Linked DNA regions of Ovis aries: region 1 is linked to region 2. A link is a contact called in public Hi-C data. All regions are on one chromosome and are shown on one strand. Each heading gives the region's core, a stretch centred on a gene start, on an enhancer-like site or on the middle of the called end of the contact. The rest is flanking DNA. Distances are from core to core; before and after follow the strand shown. Region 1 holds the start of PTGER3 (prostaglandin E receptor 3). Region 2 overlaps PTGER3 (prostaglandin E receptor 3).

What was found. A called contact is a pair of places that touch in the nucleus more often than the background predicts.
Region 1: a contact with region 2 is called in a Hi-C map of skin fibroblasts, with 2.5 times the contacts expected there. The contact joins the promoter of PTGER3 here to the enhancer-like site in region 2. A contact is called at or near these places in 6 of 16 Hi-C or Micro-C datasets (hypothalamus, liver, mixed tissues and 2 more).

The regions. Positions count from the first base shown.
Region 1 is chr1:46,795,196-46,797,895 of ARS-UI_Ramb_v3.0, reverse strand. PTGER3 (prostaglandin E receptor 3) reads left to right here and starts at 1,362. Exons shown (of 3, transcript XM_060410844.1): 1 at 1,362-2,476. The coding sequence starts at 1,583.
Region 2 is chr1:46,585,560-46,588,259 of ARS-UI_Ramb_v3.0, reverse strand. All of the region lies in intron 2 of PTGER3 (prostaglandin E receptor 3), which reads left to right. Among named protein-coding and RNA genes, the nearest start is that of PTGER3, 210 kb to the left of the region's middle. Within about 2 kb of position 1,424, at least 3 of the 54 cell types and tissues checked have an H3K27ac peak or open chromatin away from gene starts, as enhancers often do.

The DNA.
Region 1 (2,700 bases), core at 113-2,612, 210 kb before region 2:
AATATGAGGAAAAATGAAGTTCAAAAATAATTTTTAAAATCTTTCCATTTCCCCGACAAGATGAAAAGGCAGAAAAACTAGACTCTCCCTAGATTTGAGAACTGCTGGTCTTATCACCTGTTGAGAGTGGTTATGGTATCTATGTAAAGAATACTGTGCTTCAGATAAGAAGTTGGAGACTGGAGAATTGCTGAAAGACTTGGGCACATCCTTTAACTTCAGGAGCCTCAGTTACCTCACCTTAAAGGGGGAGTAATAACAATACTTGGAGGATGTCTGGAAAAAAATGGGGAAATGGTTGTGAAACATAAAATATTGGCTTAATAAAAGATGTTACTAAGCGATTATGTGCATTTTCACTAAATGTGAAGACCTTCATAACATCTAAATGCAGTTTTTAGTCCTAATTGCATAAGAATGGTCCAGGGTGGAGAAAGATGGCTTTGTAAGAGTTTGCCTTGTTTCTCTGCCCTACCTCCCCCCACTCAAGCAGGCTAACAGCCTTTGATTTCAATATTTCAGATGTGCTGAGACAGTGAAATAGTGAGTGCCAGCCACCTGCCTCTAGCCCCGTTTGCCTTAGCTAACTTAAAAATATTTTTAATTAATTAATATATATATTTAATGTTAAGGAAGAAGAATTTAGGCGGGTGAAGGAAGGAGTTGGTAGTTGGGATTTCTTTATTTTTGAATCCGACAGTCCTGATTTTGTCTTCCTGTACCTATTCCCTTAAATCTTATGGCACTGTTGGTTTTACAGTTTCAGTGCGCCCCTGGGGACAGAGCAACCTGGCCTGCTTAAGATCATGCTAGAGTCTCAAAGCAGAAAGGGAAAAATGTTCACGCTCATCTACGAATCAGGAGTGTGGTTTGCCTAGATTGCTCAGGGTCAGGTAGGTAAGATACACTTGCCAGGGTTACAAAAGAGCGTCAGGAGGAAGATCCGGTCCTTGCGCGAGCCTCGGTGGATGGAGAAGGAGGAAGGCGGGCACCTTGGCAACTTGTCTGAGGTGGGGTAGCCGAGGGAGACCTTTTAGTCCTAGCCTCTCCACGAACTCTCCTCTGGCAGAGAACCTGAGGAGGCGCGGGGCCGCGCGGGGCAGCCTGGCTGGGCAGCCGGTCCCGGCAGGAGCTGGGGCATTTCGAGAGGAGTCTTCTGGGGGCGGAAGGATGTTCGGAGCCCAGGCGGCCAAAGCAGTGATCAAGCCGCAGCAAAAAAATGAGAGAGAGAGAGGGAAAGAGAGAGGGAGGGAGGCTCTCGGCTGCTTCTGCATCCTCCTCCCACTGCACTTTGGCCCACGCCCACGGGCGCCCCGCCCCCCCTCGGGCTTATAGCAGGCGCCGGGCACCTCCGGACGCCTGGGAGCCGACGGCGCGGCTGCCTGCTTGGCCCAGGAGCCCCGGCGCCGCCGCCTTAGTGGCGAAGTGAGGCGGCGGCTGCGCCCCGCATCATGGAGGGCAGCCTAGCCGCGACCCCAGCCCCAGCCCCGGTCGCCACCGACAGCCGCCGCCTCCCGCGCCGGGTCTGCCGGCCCTCGTCGCTGTTCTCAAGCTGCCGTCCCTTCCTCACCTCCAAGGCAATATGAAGGCGACCCGGGACCACGCGAGCGCCCCTTTCTGTACGCGCTTCAACCACTCCGACCCGGGCATCTGGGCGGCCGAGCGCGCCGTTGAGGCGCCGAACAACCTCACGCTGCCCCAGGAACCCAGCGAGGACTGCGGCTCGGTGTCCGTAGCCTTTTCGATGACCATGATGATCACCGGGTTCGTGGGCAACGCGCTGGCCATAACGCTCGTGTCGAAGAGCTACAGGCGCCGGGAGGGCAAGCGCAAGAAGTCGTTCCTGCTGTGCATCGGCTGGCTGGCGCTCACCGACATGGTCGGGCAGCTGCTCACCAGCCCGGTGGTCATCGTCCTCTACCTGTCCCACCAGCGCTGGGAGCAGCTCGACCCGTCGGGGAGGTTGTGCACTTTCTTCGGCCTGACCATGACCGTCTTTGGGCTCTCCTCGCTCTTCATTGCCAGCGCCATGGCCGTCGAGCGGGCTCTGGCCACCCGGGCGCCGCACTGGTACTCAAGCCACATGAAGACCAGCGTCACCCGCGCCGTGCTGCTAGGCGTATGGCTGGCGGTGCTCGCCTTCGCCCTGTTGCCGGTGCTGGGCGTAGGTCAGTATACTATCCAGTGGCCCGGGACTTGGTGCTTCATTAGCACTGGGCCTGGGGGCAACGGGACTAACTCCCGGCAAAATTGGGGCAACGTTTTCTTCGCTTCTGCTTTTGCCATCCTGGGGCTCTCGGCGCTGGTGGTCACCTTCGCCTGCAACCTGGCCACCATTAAGGCCCTGGTGTCCCGCTGCAGGGCCAAGGCCACGGCGTCGCAGTCCAGCGCCCAATGGGGCCGAATCACGACAGAGACAGCCATCCAGCTCATGGGGATCATGTGCGTGCTGTCGGTCTGCTGGTCGCCGTTGCTGGTAGGTAGTTCCCTGGCTTGGGGAGTTCCAGGTGGGCGCGTGCGCGCCGGCGGGCAGTGAAGACTGGAAAGTGACAGCACCTGCAGGGGCGTGTCTGCAAGCAGAGAACTTTGGAGAGGGCTCTACCTGCGCTGTCTTGGTCTCGGCTTCAGAGCATAGCTCCTCATTTACTTGCTGAGCATCTTCCAAGTGCTAGGCACCGCATTAGGCTCTGGCTGTGCACG
Region 2 (2,700 bases), core at 175-2,674:
TTTGTGTGAAAAGTGTTAAAAGCCTGTTACGGTACAGTAATACACAGCCAGTCGTCTAGGGGTACCTAGACTAACTCTGTTGGCTGTGCTGTGCTCAGTTGCTGTCATGTACAAGCAATTAAACTTACAAATGCACTCTGAGAAGAGAGCACCTTCATTTGTAGGGGACCTGCTGTACATACATTTCAGGCAGAGGGAACAGCATATGCAAAGGCCCAAGATAAAAAATAGCGTGGTGTATCCATGGCACAGTAACCTTCTAATATTTTGCTTAGGAGTTTGTCCATTTTTTTAGAGGCCCAAAATGGCAAATGGAATTAATCTTGAAGGCCTGCTGCCTCTTGCCCGTCTTTGTGTTCAGTATGTGCCCAGTCATTCGGTCATGTCCAACTCTGTGACCCCATGGACAGTAGCCCGCTAGGCTCCTCTATCCATGGAATTTTTCAGGCAAGAATATTGGAGCATGTTGCCTTTTCCTACCCCAGCGGAATCTTCTCAACCCAGAGATGGAACCTGCGTCTCTTGTGTCTCCTGAATTGGCAGGCAGATTCTTTACTGTGGAGCCACCTGGGAAGCGCCAGTATTCAAACAATCTACTACACATGAGAAACACAAGACTGACACGCATGGTGCCTATTTGCAGTCTAAGCACAGACCATCTTGAGCCACTGAAGAGTGTTGTTACTCTGGAGAATAATGTGTCTAAATGTATCCTTCTTGCCACCCCAGTTGGGAAAGCTTCTTTAGGATCTAGCCTGGCCTCAGGAGCATATCCTGGGACCATGAAAGATGCTCTATCTTTCCAGCCACTTACATCATTACATGTAAGTAGTCCATAGGGTCTGAATTACGATACCCACCCTTGAGGAGAAAGTATAAACTTAAGGGGAGGGAATGAGAACAAATAAGTATGAAGAGTTTAATAAATGCCATTAACGGTACATTCTTAAAACATAAAGAAGAAAGAACAGCAAGATCTCCCTGATGGAAAGAAAACTTCATTGAATGGATTATAAAAGATACTTGCCTGACAAGTGGCAGTCTGAGAGGTGGAGAAGGGTATTTGCACATGAGGAATCATCTGAGCTCACAGCATGTGATGTGTGAGAGTCAGCAGCCTATTCAGTGAACAGCAAAACGGTTTGGTATTTCCAGAGTTGTGAAGGACCAGGGCCAGGGGCAGACATACAGCAACAAGGGCAGTCTGGGTAATTGTGCAGTGCCTTCTATAAGAGCTGTTTCTTAGACACACCTGAGGAGGTAAGGGGGAAAACCTTCTAAGTCAGAGAAACTAGGAAGAAAGCCAGTGAGACATTCAGAACAAAGAAATCAAGCCAGAAATTAGGGCTAATAAGAGCATCGACTCTCTGTCCTCCTGCCTGGGTGAAATACAGAAGTCCAGGCTTGAGTCCAGGTGCTTTCACAAACAGTCCTGACCCTGTGTCTGTGGGAACACCTCCAGCACCTCCAATCTGACCGAACTGCCAGTGCCCTCTAGTGGTGGCTCACTTGATGGCTAGATGACACAAACCATCCAGTTCTTCACCCAAGTACCTGTCATGCGCTGGCTTCCATGACAGCTGCTGGAGCCACAGGTCTTTAAGACACTGATTTCAGGCTCACATTTTAGGGTGTGAGACACTGAAATGAACACATCCAAACAATAGTGTGTGAAAGTAAAAGTGTCAGTCGCTCAGTCAGGTCCAACTGTTTGTAACCCCATGGACTGTAGCCTGCTAGGCTTCTCTCTCCATAAAATTTTCCAGGCAAGAATACTGCAGTGGGTTGCCATTCCCTTCTCCAGGGGATCTTCCTGACCCAAGGATCGAACACAAGTCTCCCACATTGCAGGCAGATTCTTAATTGTCTGAGTGGTCAATGCAAAAAATAAAAAATAAAATGCAATCAGAGATAGTCATAAGACAAAGAGTTTGTATAGAAAAGGGGAGCTAATAATGCAGAGTCAATTCACCCTGAGGATAGTTGGCAATAAATCTTAATTTGTAGGAGATGTCACACTTTGCTGCTTCAATTCTGGCAATGTTCTGAAGTCGCTAATTATATTGAGCTATTCCAGGTCACATATTGCACAAAGATGAACGTGGGAAAGTACTTGTTTCATTTATAACTGAGGCGGAAAAAAAACCCTCCAGATAAATAAATCCATGGCAATCAAATGTAACTGTAGCTCATGCTAGGTAATAAGTGTAACTTTGCAGATAGATATGCTTTATAACTGCCCAAGGGGAATACTTGAATCTTTTTAAATAATCATTCCCCAAAGGATCTGTTTTTCAAAGTATTTTTACATCTTGAGTTAATGTTCAGTGGAACACTTCAGTATATTTTCCCATTTTATATTTTATAATGTCAACACGTGAATCAACTTTGCACCTTGTTGATGTTCTTCAAAACTTTATCTCCAGCCCAGCTGACATTCCTATGTTTATTTTTCTGTATCACTTAAGGCCACACATCTCTCTATTTATACCAGAGGACACCAGCATCAGGTTTGACTTCTCTTTTCTCAACTAAGCTTCCATTAATTCCTCTTGATATTACATCTTATATGCTTCTCAAACCTGTCTACTTCTCTCTGACCTCCCTGCCTCTACTGATGTGCAAGTCTCCCAAATGGTCCTCTGGACATCTTTCTTTTTTTAGTGCATTTTTTAAAGGGGTCAATCTAACACATATTAT